Linked DNA regions of Rattus norvegicus: region 1 is linked to region 2. The links are chromatin contacts, called in public Hi-C maps. All regions are on one chromosome and are shown on one strand. The core of a region is the stretch at or near the end of the contact, and the rest is flanking DNA. Distances in the headings are between cores, read along the strand shown.

Evidence for each region. A called contact is a pair of places that touch in the nucleus more often than the background predicts.
Region 1: a contact with region 2 is called in a Hi-C map of hepatocytes, with 1.8 times the contacts expected there. The contact joins the promoter of Stmn1 here to the promoter of Cep85 in region 2. A contact is called at or near these places in 4 of 12 Hi-C or Micro-C datasets (frontal cortex, hepatocytes, liver and 1 more).

What each region holds. Positions count from the first base shown.
Region 1 is chr5:151,963,388-151,971,207 of GRCr8, reverse strand. It overlaps Stmn1 (stathmin 1), which reads right to left and starts at 6,029. Exons shown (of 5, transcript NM_017166.2): 1 at 5,932-6,029; 2 at 4,284-4,356; 3 at 3,649-3,821; 4 at 1,198-1,389; 5 at 369-871. The coding sequence starts at 4,296. The coding sequence ends at 800. LOC134487004 (a long non-coding RNA gene) reads left to right here and starts at 6,620. Exons shown (of 2, transcript XR_010066672.1): 1 at 6,620-6,771; 2 at 7,522-7,820.
Region 2 is chr5:151,685,664-151,692,560 of GRCr8, reverse strand. Cep85 (centrosomal protein 85) reads left to right here and starts at 4,701. Exons shown (of 14, transcript NM_001395607.1): 1 at 4,701-4,825.

The DNA of each region.
Region 1 (7,820 bases), core at 4,780-7,279, 280 kb before region 2:
GAATCTCAGTATGTCGCTTCAAGGAAGGAACATAAGTAGTGACTCTCCTCCCAGCTGTCCTATTAAGCAAACAAACCATCAAATATCCTAAGACCTTAAGGACGCCTCTAAACTCTTCTCTAGAAATCACTCTCGGTGCCTGTAATCTCCCTTTTTAGCGGGAACAAAACACTGCTTGTTTGCACATAAACATCTGAAAGAAAATAACAGCTGATCTGGGTAAGACAGCAACACAAAGCCATGATTGTATGAGGACAATTCGAGAGACTGGGAGCAAAGGACTAGTTGGCTGTCTGTAGCAGCAGGAGGCCTCGGGTGAAAAAGTCTAGGGCTTGTCACTACCTGAACAGAAAGAAGTCACTGCGACCAACAGCACTGTGCAGTTTATTAACCATTCAAGTACAGTAGCATCTGGTGAGATTGGGACAGAATTGGGATCGCAAAGTGAACAGATACTCAGCATCTAATGGGTTGGAAGAAGCCACTACATACTCTTCACGAACGTCTTCCACAGTCAATACAGCACTAGCCATTAACCCAGCACACCGAGTGTGCCCGAGAGGAAAAGATGCAACGAGAAAAATAGCTACGTTAGAAAGACCAACACTTTAAAAAAGAGCAAAACACTTTCAGTTTCTCCCCTTGAGCCCCTAAAACATCTCACGGTCTGGATCTACCTATACGGTCCTACATCAGCTTCTAGAATATTTGTCAGGAGGGAAAAAGTAAATGACACTGGCCAGTACAGTCTTTGGATATTTAGGAAGGGGTCGGGGAGAAAGTCAGTTCTCGGAACAACTTAGTCAGCCTCGGTCTCGTCCGCGGGGTCTTTGGATTCTTTGTTCTTCCGCACCTCTTCAACGTGCTTGTCCTGGAAGAAACTGTACGTAAGTGCCATCTGTCCAAAACATAACTTGTCGAGCCCTGTCTCCTGCCTACAAGGAGGTCCAACACAGTCTCAAACACACAACCCATGGGAATCATAAACCAAAAATCCTAAGACATCATCTTAAACCTGTTGGTCTCTTGGGGTCGAGAACAGCTAAGGCTCCAACTGTTCTTCCGAGGATTATGCACTTATGCTGAGAATAAGCCCCAAACTGATGGCAAAAAGGAACCAGACATATTTTTATCAAGACAGTTTAAGCCAATTCACTGCTGCCTGAAGCTGCTAACTCTATAAAGCTGGAAACCAACCTTCTCTCGCAAACGCTCCAGCTTGGCAGCCATTTGCGCCTCCCGGTTCTCTTTGTTAGCCTCCATTTTGTGGGTCAGTTTCTCCTCTGCCATTTTGCTGAAGTTGTTGTTCTCCTCAATGGCTTTCTGGAGCACTTCTTTTTCATGCTCCCGCTTCTCAGCGAGCTGCTTCAAGACTTCTGCTTCATGAGACTGCAAGAAAGTTTAACAGGCCCCTCTGAAGGGGAAGCAGGCAGGAAAAAGGGCCCTCTGAAATGAATATTCAAGTGAGGGGCTGAAGTACCTGCTAGAAAACGCTAAATCACCTGCTTTGCTGCCAGTGTGTATTTGCTGTGGAAAACTAGCTGTTCGTTCAAGTTTGCTTTTAAGACAAGATCTCGTGTCGCCCAGAACTCTCTATGTAGCCAGAGCTCACCTGGACCTGATTTGCCTACATCCCGTTCCCAGTGTGGGGATTATGGCTATACACACACCAACTTAGCTTGTCGGATTTCCTTCAAAATTACTTGTTAAGGAAACCCTTAGAAGGTTTTGAATAAGAAAATTTAAAATAGTTTTACTTTATTGCTTAAAGTATCCAGATGAGTTTAATAATCTGCCTAAGTGCAGGGCATCTTTGACAGTATCTGTCCAGGTGGGAGCATCACTACGTAGGCCATTACTGTGTAGTCGGGCTACTAAGCACAGGGCCTAGCTCTCCGTCTAGTCTCTGGTTACACTGCGTTCTCCTACTCTAGGACCCAAACTACAAGAAAGAGCGGGGCAGGCAGATGGCATCCCAGGGTAAATACTGACATTATCTTTATTTGCATTCTGGGAAACGGTCTGACTCTAGGCTGGTCTTGAACGAACAACCTTAAAAATGTGACCTTCCCACCTCTACCATGCAAGCACTCCTCCAACTGAACTACACCTCCGGCCAGGCTGGCTTTCAATGGTATATTTAGCTAAGGATGATCCTGACCTTCTGATCATCCTACCTCCACTTTCAAGTACTAGGATTATAGATATACCCAGCTAAAGTCCTCGTTATCCGTGGAGATGGAAGAGATTTAGTAAAAACTTATGTAAAGCTCTTTTATAAAAAGTATATTTTATGCATCTGAGTGTTCTGTTTGCATGCAAGTGCAGTGAATGCATGCCTGGTGTCTGTGGAGGCCAGAAATGGGCACTGGATCCCCTGGGACTTGAATGAGGACTGCTGTACGCTGACGCATGGGTGCTAGAAATGAAAGCTGGGTCCTCTGTGAGAGTGGCTCGTGGTTTTAACTGCTGCTCCTGTCTAAAGTTCTTAGTAACAGTACTGCTGCATGGAAAGAAATACACGGCAACAGGTATCCACTCTGGGGATAAAATAATGACAATAATTTCATTTCCCAACTCTTTTATAATTATGTTAATATTTGTTAAGCTTTTCATTAGTTCTTTTACTTTTATGTGTATGGTCTGTATAAATATATATGCACATGTGTCAGGCCTTTACAAGCCAGAAGAGGGCATCAGATCCCTCAGAACTAGAGTTGCAGGAAGTTGTTAATTACCCAATGTAGGTGCTAGGAACTACATTGTGGTCTTCTTCAAGAATAGCAAGCACTAGGGTTGGGGATTTAGCTCAGTGGTAGAGTGCTTGCCTAGCAAGCGCAAGGCCCTGGGTTCGGTCCCCAGCTCCGAAAAAAAAAAAAAAAATAGCGAGCACTCTTAACAGTGGGGCCACCTCTCCAGCCTCTCATAAGGCCTTATTTCCTATTTACTTTATGTGCATGGTTGTTTAGCTTGCACGTTTACCTATGTACTAATGTTGAGTGTGGTGCTCATGAGGACAAGGCAGCTGGGTCCCTGGAAATGGAGCTGAATGTTTGTGAGCTACTGTGTGGTTGCTGGCGATCGAACATGGATCCTCTGGAAAAGCAGTCAGCTCCTAACTGCTGAGCTACCCCTCCAGGCCTCATTGGGCTTCAATGATGGTTACTTTATAATAGAAGTGTTTGGAAGGAGAAAAAGCTACAATACCACATCCCTGAAAATTTAGTTTTTATTGCATAGCTCTTTAAAAAAGCAAAACTAAGAAAACAAAGAATTACCTGCCAACAAATGTCCTATTTTTTTAAAGAGAAAAGCATGAGCTTTGATATAAGACAGGTCTTAGCTTAAATTCTGCCTCCAGTACTTACTAACAGGAAAATGCCTTAATAATACAATTTTCGAGTCTGTTACCTGAGACAATGCCCCCCACGGAGCCTCCTTTTAGAGAAAGCTCCTGAGTTAAGGAGCTGGCCCGAGAGGAGCTCATTAAACTATGGCCGCTGCTTCCTCTGAACCTCTGGCACAAGGACATTTCCCACTTCAGATCACAGTGAGCTACAATCCCTTCTTCCTTTGTATGAAAATGAAACCAGTTTGCCTCATTACATTAATAAGTTTCCTGTATCTCCTGTAAATCGTCTGGGTTACCTTGCGTCTTTCTTCTGCAGCTTCTAATTTCTTCTGAATTTCCTCCAGGGAAAGATCCTTCTTCTTTGGGGGGGAAAGGGGGAACTCGGGGACAGATTCTTTTGATCGAGGGCTGAGAATCAGCTCAAAAGCCTGGCCGGAAGCACGCTTCTCCAGCTCTTTCACCTGAATATCTGGGGTTGATCAGATGTATGATAAATGAGGAAAAACCCAGCTTGCTTATTTAAATAAAGGGATCTATAATTTTCTAAAAACCAGTAATTTAACAATCAGAATGAAAGCTAATGAAAGTGTTTGTAGATAAGAAATCAAACGACTTTTTTTTTTTTAAAGCTCAACATTTTGGGCTAACGAATACCATTTTGAGGAGGAATTAGTACTTGACAATCATTCTATGAAACAAAGAATGGCTTGTGTAAAACCCCACAATTTTGCTTTAGACCAAGCCAAAATTATGAATGGCAATGAGTTTTCCATATACTTATCCAAGTAATAAAAATTTAATTGCCTTTTTATTTGCAAATTAAATTTTGAAAAGAACACAAAAGCCAAATTAAAAGCTTAAGGCCTGCGCCACTTCCTATTCTAAAGCCATAGCCCACCCCAGTTTCAGCTTTTTGAAATCAATTACCTACCAGAAGATGCCATGTTGGACAGAAGACAAGAGACTGGCTGTACACTCTACACAATCCACTGGCAAGGAAAGCCCTGGAATGATTTTTCAAAGCATGCAATCAATTTCTCCACATTTCCCCCATGTCATCAGCACAAAGGGATCTCAAATCACACCCGTGACAATGTCAGGAAAATCATTAGGTGGAAATCAAGAAACATCATTAAAAAATCATCTAGAAACACCGAAGCCTATCAGGATATTTTAACTGAATAACGCTGGCAGCAGAAAATCAAATTAAATGATATTCTTCAAAGAAAAAAACCTTGGAATCTCAAAAATCAGAGGTGCAATCACAAGGTTGAAGGATTCCTTCCCTTAACCCTTTTTTCCGTACCCAACATAAGAAGATCTTCCAGATTCAACCCAACAATGAGATCGGAGCCATCTTAATTCTGTCTACAACTCATTGTGCAAATGAAATACCCACCCCTGCTTTGTCTGTGTTTGCCATGGTGAATAACACCCAAGCTAGAAGCCAATGGTATTCAAGTCCCATTGTTCTTAGGGTTTAAGCTACTAGCCTCACAGTGAGAAAATGAAGTTTTATGAACCTCTACGTTTCCTTTGAGGGCAGGGTCTAAGAGCTATTTAGCCCAGGCTGGTCTTGAAATTACAATCCTCTTGCCTCAGCCTCCTCAGTGTAGAGGGGTGGGGTTTTGCCCAGTAGGTTAGCAGTTGCTTAACATTTGCAAAGCCCTGGGTTTCATGTTCGATGCACACACGGGCGATGGGGTGGGGGAAGCTTCTGAGGTTGAGATTTTAGACAAGCACCACCACACCCGCCTTAGGTTTGTCACATTTGATGCCTTATGTCGCAATATTTTTTTCCAACAGTTGTCGAGTATTTTTTAAAAAGATCACCACTCTTTCAGCCCCGAAGTGTATTTTTTAAAGGTTCCAAACGCTAGACATTGAAAAAAACGAGGCAACGAAAAAAGCATTTAGCTGTGGCGGAGCACCCAAGCAGCAGACTACACAGCATGGGCGTGGTCCTGGCCCGGGCGGGCAGGCTGGCAGCCCCGGCCAATCAGAACACGCCCTAAGCTCCGGCCCCTGGCCCCGCCCCTCGGCTCCCCGCGCCTTTTCGAATCTCCGCGAACCTCTCCACACTCGGGAGCCCGCGCGCGTGGGCAGCGACAGGATGGGCGGGGCTAACGGTCCTCCGGGGTGGCCCCGCCCCTCTCGGGCTGGCAGCGCGCGGCAGTCTACCCCCCCAACTCCCGCCAAAAACACCTCGCGGACACGCAGTCCTGGGGTGGTTGCAGAGGGCTTGGTCGCATGGCCTCCACCCACTGACGGGAGTGCCCAGAGCTGCCCGGGACCACCGCCACGAAGCCCCGGGAGACTGGGCGGGCGCCGCCCCTCGGGAGCACGAGCGCCCCTAGCCTCGCTCTCCTTTAGACAATGGGGACCCCTGAACAGCCGCGCCCGCTGAGCGGTAGATGCAGAGGACGGCTCACGCCTCCTATTGTCTCCACGCTCGCACCCGAGGCTAAAGCTCACCGCTGGCCGCGCCCCCTCCCCACCAAGCCGCATCCCCAGGGAACAGGGACAAAAGCCAAGGCTCCGCCGGAGCTCCACACAAAAGACGAACGCCCCCCACCCACCAGGGCTCGAGGTCTCCGCCCGTCCCGTGTCCCCGGCTAGGGGCTCGCCGCGTTCCCGGCTGCTCCCTACCCTGCCGTCGCCTCCGCCTAAGCCAAGCCTGCACCCACCTGCTCAGTCCGAGCCGCCTGGCCACACTCTGAGAACCAACAGACCTGGGCGCGCACAAAAGCGCCAAACAGCGGCACGTGACCCGGACCAGGCGCACCGCATTGGCTGCGGGTGACCGCACGTGCCAGTCCCGCCCCGAAGCCCGAGGGCCCCGCCTCTCCGGAGCGGCGCATTTCGGGAATTGTAGTCCGGGCTAGTGGGGCAGGAAGACAATGCTAGGGGTGGGGCACTCCTGGTAGGGGGTCTCGCTAGGTGCGAGCTCGCACTGGACCTGGGCCTCTGATCTGAAGAGCATTTGGCCGCGTCCACAGGAGTGAATCCGTTACGGAACTCCCTCCCTAGGAAAAGTGCAGGGCGAGGCGAGGCACTGAGTAGGGGTCGGTTCTAACCTACTTCTGTCTTTTAGACCTTGACGGACTGGACTCTTCTTCTACCCGGCCATAGGAGTTTCTTTCGCTCCCTAAGCAGTGTCCCTTTTGATGCCACACCCCACCCGGTCGCCTAAGACTCTCGAACCCCTGTGACAAGACAGTGCCATTCCACGCCCCTGCACGGTCCTCTACCCTTGGCGTGCTTCCACGGACACACCGCAGCGAGTCACCTGTAGCGCGACATCGCAGTCGCTAACCCATTTTCTACTGGCAGGTCACGGGCGTGGTCCTTCCTTTGGTCATTTGCATTCTCACCATCAGCTTCCCGAGCTGGAAACACTAGGATCTATGCTGGACAGCGTGAGGCTCTGGAATCTGATCTTGGGTCTAACAAAAGCGACTAAGCTTAAAGGCAGACTCCATCTGGCCTGCCAAAGCGTTGCGGTGACAGGAAAGGGAAGGGAAGAGCGATGGCAGTTCTAGATACACTTTGCTGCTTTTGTTCTGAAAGCACGTGCTCCCCAGAGCGGGGCTGGGCTCTCTTTGAGAATGTAAACAAAAGGAGCCACAAGGTCACGGTTCCCTCTGGCCAGGATAAAGCAAAACTATAGCAGAGACACAAAGGAAATTAGCATGAACCTGTCTCTCTCAGAACCCCCTCCTCTCTGCTGACCAAAGCTGTGTCCCCGTGAGTGGTCATTTCCCCAAAGCACCTGCTCAAAAACTCTATTAATTTGATTTACTATTTTATTAATGGATTTGGTCTCCCAAAAGCTAAACCACACATAGACCAGGTTCTGTGGAAACACAGTCCTAATTCTAAAACAATCCTACATCTGGTTAATGAATAGGGAAGTACCCGAGATAAAATATAACAGGCATACAAGACAATGAAAACTGTATTGTGCAGAAAACACACAAAGCAAGCAACTGGCAAAGCCCTGTTGCGTAAAATATGCTTATAGAGGCATATTTTCCCAACAATTGCCCTTGCGTGGGGTCAGTCTCCCTCTGCCCCCACCCAGCCAGTCTAAGTGGTTCTTGCTTAGCTTGTGAGCAGCAGGAGACAATTCTGCACATTGACCGGGCTTTTCTCTTTCACAAACGTAGCCCCACAATGGCCTGGCGTTTCAACTTTCCGAATGGATCTCAGAAATCATTTTCAAAACTGGACAGGAATGAGGATAAGTCCCTTCTGAAAACCGAGATGACAGAGGAACACAGATGAGCGGAGACCTCCACGGCGGCCAAGAGGTCTGGTACCTTCCGAACGAGCACTTTGTCTTAAAGTCTTTGTACTGGATTTGGAGATGTGTGTGGAAGGTCCCACCCATGCGATGCACTTTTTTTTCTCCAAATACAAGATATGCCACACAAAAGTCTCATATTTCTATTAAAGTTGTGACAGG
Region 2 (6,897 bases), core at 3,452-5,951:
GTGGTGTATGCACGCGTGCATACCTGTGTGAAAATCACTTTATTCTCTATGGGGCTTCATCTCCACACATGTAGAGTGCAAGTGTTTGACCAGAGACCTCTGCTTCACTGTGGGAACCATTCCCAGGATGTCCTTGGACCTTGGTCTGCTGACTCCACTTTCTCTTCCTTCCTTCCTTCCTTCCTTCCTTCCTTCCTTCCTTCCTTCCTTCCTTCCTTCTCCCCCTCCCTCCCTCCCTCTCTCTCTCTCTCTCTCTCTCTCTCTCTCTCTCTCTCTCTCTCTCTCTCTCCTGTAAAATGATCAAAACTGTTCAGTTCCAGAATGAGAGTTAAACGCACTTATATAATGTTGCCCAAGCCTTTTCGTCCTATCCCTTGGTTATTCCAAGCCTTATCAGCCCCCCTTTCATAGTTGAGGGTAGATATAGCAACAGTCGTTTTGCTACCATCCCAAACCAGAATCTATTACATCCCTGGGACTGTGTTACACCCTGGGGATTCAACAGCTAAGGGGATCTTAGCATACCAGTGGCCAGAGGACTGAGGCTGGAGGATTATCTTGAGTCTGAGGCCAGCCCGGGTTGTATGTCAGGACCCTGCCTCAAACAAACAAACAATCAAACAAACAAAATCCCACAAAAAGGTGCGACTCAGCAGTAGAGCCTTTGCACAGCATATACAAGAGCTTGTGCTGGATTCTCAAAACCACAGTAAACAAACTCAAACAACCCCCAGACATATGCCAAGAAAAAGCAATCGGAAAACGGAAGCTAGATCCAGTGGTGCATGTCTGACATCACCACTCAGGAGAGCTGGAGTCAGGAAGATCAGGAGTTCAAATTCATCCTGAGTTTGCTCAGCTACGTAGTGAATTTGCCAGCCTGAGCTTCACGGAATCTTGTCCAAAACAAACGGCAAACTCAAGGAGTACTGAAGACTGATTAAAAAACAAACAAAAACAAACAAACAAACCCAAACCAAAACAACAACAAAAAAGTTGTCAGCTAAATCTAGCTTGGGGAGCCAACAAGTTTATTGGGGTTACTGATAGGAGCATAGGGGAAGGTTTATTTCCAGGAACTTAGTTGACTCAAAGGTGGACACATCAGCAAGAGGCCCTCCCTGCTATGGGGGAAGCCACAAAGGCTACATCCCTGGAGCAGCCTGCCCAAAAGGTAGCTGTACCAAAACCTCTTCCCCAGTGGCCATTGCTTATACAATCTTGGGAGGGCTCTGTGAGTGTTGGAAGTTTCGTCAGCACCCTGAACCTTGGAATTTTTCGTAGCTTTCTTAGGAGCCTTCCTCTTCCCTCCAGGATAGAGTGCTTCAGTTGGAGGCAGTAGCTATGCAACAGTAAAAAGCAGAATAAAAATTCCATTTATGGGCCTGGGTATGACCGTGCAGACCTTTAATCCCAGCACTTGGGAAGCGCAGACATGCAGAGCACTACGACTTGGGGACCAGGCTGGTTCACATCGTGAGTTCTGAGACCTCGTCTCAAAAACTATACGAAAAGAGACAGGTGGGTGGCTGGAGAGAGAGATTTAAGCAGCTAAGAGTACTCGTTGCTCTTGCAGCGGGCCCAGGTTTGATTCCCAGGACCCACCAGGCAGCTCACAATCGTCTGTAACTCCAGCTCCAGGTGATCTGATACCCTCTTCTGGCCTCTCTCTGGGCATTGCACGCTCATGGTGCACTTACTCTTTAATTGATTATTTTTTGTTTTGTGTACATAGGTGTTTTATCTGCATGTACATCTAAGTTAAAGTCAGCAGTATTTGTTTGAGAATAAGTGCACGTGTACATAATGCATGCTCACGGACATGTTTACCGTAGGACCCCGTGGTGGGTGGTATAGGAATGGCCCCCCGTAGACTTGTATGTTTAAATGCTTGCCCCATAGGATGTGGCCTTGTTGGAGGAAGCGTGTCACTATGAGGGCAGGCTTTGAGGTCTCCTATGCTCAAGACATGCCAGTGTGACACAGTCTCCTGCTACCTGCCCATCAAGATGTAGAACTCTCAGCTCCTTCTCCAGCACCATGTGTGCCTGCACGCTGCCGTGCTTCCCGCCTTGACAATAACGGGCTAAACTTCAGAAACCGTGAGCCAGCCCCAATTAGATGCTTTCCTTTACAAGACTTGCCTTGGCTATAGTGTCTCTTCACAGCAATGAAACTGAGACAGAAGCATATATAGTTTAGAGGATAAATATGTGGGGTCAGTTATCTTCTGCTTTTGTGTGGGTCCTGGGGATTGAATCTGCCGTGAGTCCGCACAACAAGCGCTTTACCCACGGAGCCATCTTGACATTTCTCTCAGTTCTTTCTGAAACCAGGTTTCATTTATGGATCAGGCTGTCCTTGAACTTGCACCCCTGCATTCCACTCTTCCCATTCTATTTGGTTAAATGGGAAAGTTATGTTTAACCAAGTCTAACATTTAATAAAAATTATATGTATGAATATTCTTTGTTTCTAGATAGCATCTCTTGATGTAGCCCTGGCTGTGCTGGGATTTGCTATATAGACAAAGCTCTCCTCAAACGTATAGAGACCCACTTGTCTCTGACTCAAGAGTGCTGGGATTAAAGATATGAGTCACCGGGATTGGGGATTTAGCTCAGTGGTAGAGCGCTTGCCTAGGAAGCGCAAGGCCCTGGGTTCGGTCCCCAGCTCCGGAAAAAAAAAGAACCAAAAAAAAAAAAAAAAAAAGGCACCATGCTTAGCTGGGAATGAGTGTTTCGCCTGTATGTATGTAAACAGTACTACTTGTATGTTTGGTACCCACAGAGGCCAAACCAAGGGTGCTATGTCCCCTGGAACTGGAGTTGTTGAACAGTTGAGAGCTATTATATGGGTGCCTGGAATCAAACCCCAGTCCTCTGTAAGAGCAGCAAGTGCTCTTAACTACTGAGCCATCTCTCCAACCCCAAATCTAGTCTTTTCGCTTTTAATCATGCTTGTTGGTAAACTTTCATTGATATATTATTTTATTACATAGACAGCAAGTCTTTTTAACATAATAAAGTAAGACGGGGGCGGCAGCACATGCCTTTAATCCCAGCACTCGGGAGGTAGAGACAAGCAGATTTCTGTGTGTTTAAGGCTCACCTGGTGTACAGAGTGAGTTCCAAGACAGCCAGGTCTACCAAAAATAAAGAAATAAAGAATAATAAATTAACCACAGCATTTAAGTGGTAGGGACAGGAAGATCAAAAGCTCAAGGTTGGCATGAATTACAAAGTGAGTTTGAAGCTAACTTTGTTTACATGAAATTCTGAGTAGACAAACAATACTAAAGTAACTGAAGATTTATGCATACTTAAAAATTATGGGGGGGCTGGAGAGATAGCTCAGTGGTTAAGAGCACTGACTGCTCTTCCAGAGGTCCTGAGTTCAATCCCCAGCAGCCACATGGTGGCTCACAACCATGAAGGATCCAAAGCCTTCTTCTAGTTTGCAGGTGTACATGTAGATAGAGCAGCATGCACAAGCACGCACACATGCACACACACACACACACGGAAAAAAATGCACAAGAACCAATTCAAGAGGCCAAGTCAGTAGTATCAGGAGTCTGATGGGAGTCTGAGGGTGCATAGCAAGACCCTATTGAAGAGGACTGTAGAAATACACCTTCTTTTGAGACAGGATCTCATTATATGCCCCAGGCTAGCATCAAACTCCTGGCCATACTGATTCAGCTGGCTGAGTTGTGATTACAGGTATAGTACATTGCCCCAGCTCATGGTTTGGTTGGCTGGTTTTTGTTTTTGTTGCCATTTATAGATTTAAATCCTAACAGGTCCACAATTTCAAGTTTCTTTCCTCCCCAGGACCAACACTTCTTAGCCCACATTCTGTCTTTGTTCCCTCCTTCCCTACAAAAGAAACAGAAGCCACCAACTGGGGAAACTCACCTTCTTCCCATTAGTTCATCAATTCATTTTTTAGACGTCCAGACTTTATTAATTCGTTTTAATAAAGACTCCTTGATCCTAATTTCGGTGAATTTTCTCTAAATTCATCTGTCATTCCCAGGGTCAACATCCAACAACTTGTTATTCCTAAGTGCTTTAAATTGTATTTTTATCACTTATTTGGATTTAATTGTATTTTTCATTTATTCTGGCCTCCAAGGCCAGGAGAGACACGGTTTTGAGTGGCCAGACGTGGATGCTGGGAACCGAACATAGATCCCTTCAAAGAGCAGCAGCGATAGCTTTTAACCGCCGAGCCAGCTCTCCAGCCGCCCATCATTAGCTCTTAATTCTAATAGTGACCCTGAGTTGGCAGTGACCCTGGCAGGTCACATGCACAATGTGACTTCCTGATTCCGGAGGGAGGGGGGCCGAGGTAGGTTGGGCGGGATTCCCTAAAGCCTAGCTAAAACCCGGCAAGCCTCCCTAAGCCTCGTGGACACAGCGCCACCGAGTGGCGGAACTCGGTATGGTGCGAAGAGACTGATCTAAGTAGCCTCTGTGTCATGCGCAGAGTGACGCACTGGTCCAGCGCCTCCAGCGCAGAGATCCACCCGCCCACAGCCCTGGACACGGTGAAAGGGCGGGACACGAGAGCAGCCTAGGTCTCCATTGGTCAATTGTAGGGCAAAAAGAGGCGGAGCATCCACGCGCCTCGACTTTCTATTGGCCAGGGGCAAGCAGAAAGAGGCGGAGCCGGGCGGCGCGCGCTCCGGGGCGTGCGACTTGACGGGCGTGGAACGGCCGTTAGACGACCTGAGGAGCGGATTCGCCGCTCGTGCGGACGTGGTGGCCGCCTTCAGTATCCCAGAGTGAGGGGGTTCGCCGCTCGCTCTCAGGTCCGAGTAAGTTCTTTTTGGGGGCTCCCGCCGAAGCGGCGACCCCTGTCCCTCATTTCGTAAGCCCGGGAAAACCTTGAAAAGTCGGGACCTAGCTTCTTGGGGTTTGTGGGGGGGGGGAACCCCGTGGAGAGCGAAGCGCATGCGCAGATGGACCGAGCCGTAATTCCACCCCAATCTCTTCTCTCTCCGGCTGAGTTTCCTGGCTTAGGATCCTCACACGCCCTCTCGCGTCTCTGTCCCTCCTCCCGGCACCTTGCGTTCCCCTTTTCATTAACTGCACGGCAGTTTCCGTACTTGTGTGCCAGACGCCCCCTGCTCTCGTAAGAGTCCACGGCCCGCGGGAAGAGCCGGACTCGGCGAGTGGAGACCTTTCACAAACGGCCGGGAGCTGAAGGCGCCGTTGTGGTGGGGTCAGCGAGCTATCCCCGCGGAGTTGGTGTCTGACCTGAGGGGTAGTTGAGGGGCAGAGGACACCTGGGGATGGCCTAGACCTGTCCTAGGGCTTTGCTACTGCATCTGGCACGAAGAAGCTAGCGATGCTACTCGATGCCTGTACGTGACTGCCCCCCAACTCCCACTCGCAATTAGCTGAAACTAAGGTCAATGGTGATCAAGTTGAGGAATCTTGGTCTGAGGCTTGGGATGGAACAAAACTTTAGATTGTGTAGCAGAGAGTTAGAACATTTGACTTCAGTAAATTAGGAAGGTCAAACCGTGTCTGCTTTGTTATGTTGTTGAGCATTAAATAAGCCCTTAGCCCAAGCGAAGCAGACTCCACTACTTAGTTCTCTGCCCTTCCTCCCTTTTCTTTCTGTTTTTAGGTCTTGCTATGTAATCCAGGCTGGCCTGGAATTTCCTGTATAGCCCAGGCTGGCCTTTTACTGTTGTTTCGGATCTTGAGACAAGGTCTCACTATGTAGTCTTTGCTGACCTGGCACTCACTTTGTAGACCAGGGTGGCATTGAACTCCCAGAGATCCTCTTGCCTTCAGTCTCCCTTGCTGGGATTAAAAATGTGCATCACCATATCAGGCCCAGGCTGTCTTGAATTCATGGGGTTTTGTTTTTTTGGGGTTTTGTTTTTTTTTTCATTTTGCCTTAGCCTCCATAGCGTTGAGATTGCAGGCTCACGTAATGACAAGTAGTTTTTCTTTAACACGATACATTTTTTTTAAAGATTTATTTTAGTTATGAGTGCTCTATCTGCATGTATATTTGCATACCAGAAGAGGCCATCGGATCCCATTACAGATGGTTGTGAGCCACCATGTGGTTGCTGGGAATTGAACTCAGGACCTCTGGAAGAGCAGTCAGTGCTCTTAACTGCTGAGCCATCTCTCCAGCCCCTTGGTACAGAGCCAGGCAAATAGTACTCAGGAAATTTGGGTTGATGAATACAGTATCAGTTTGGGGCTTCTTAAACACACACTCACCCTCTCACTCTCTCTCTCTCTCTCTCTCTCTCTCTCTCTCTAATGTTCATTAGTGGTTGGCTGTCTGTGTGAGGGTGTCAGAAACCTGGGAACTGGAGTTACAGACCATTGTGAGTTGCCATATGGGTGCTGGGAATTGGGCCTGGGCACTCTGGAAGAGCAGCCAGTGCTCTAGCTACTGAGACTCTGTCTGTCTCTCTGGCCCTTAGACTGCCACTCAATCCTGTTGGTTTTTTGTTTGTTTGTTTTTTGGCCTGGAAAAAAATTTATGAGATCTTGAGAGTATATCAAACATTTGTTGATAAGTGATGAAGAAACTTACTCTGAAACAATTATTTGAAGCTTGATTTATAGCCGATGCTTGTAATCTGAGCACTTGGGAAACTGAGGCAGGAGAACTTGTAAAAGTTCTGGCTAGCTCAGTCGGTAAAGCATGAGACTCTTTTTCCCCCCCTTGTGGAGAGGTTTAATGAGAGAGGAGAGGAGAGGAAAGGAGGCTGGCCGTGGACACATGGTAGGAAGCGGGAAGGGGGCAAGAACAGAGAAGAACAAAGAGTAAGAGGGGCTAAGAGGGGAGTAAGAGCGAGTGTGAGACTCTTAATATCAGGGTTGTGGTTTGAGCACCACCTTGGGCGCCAAATGC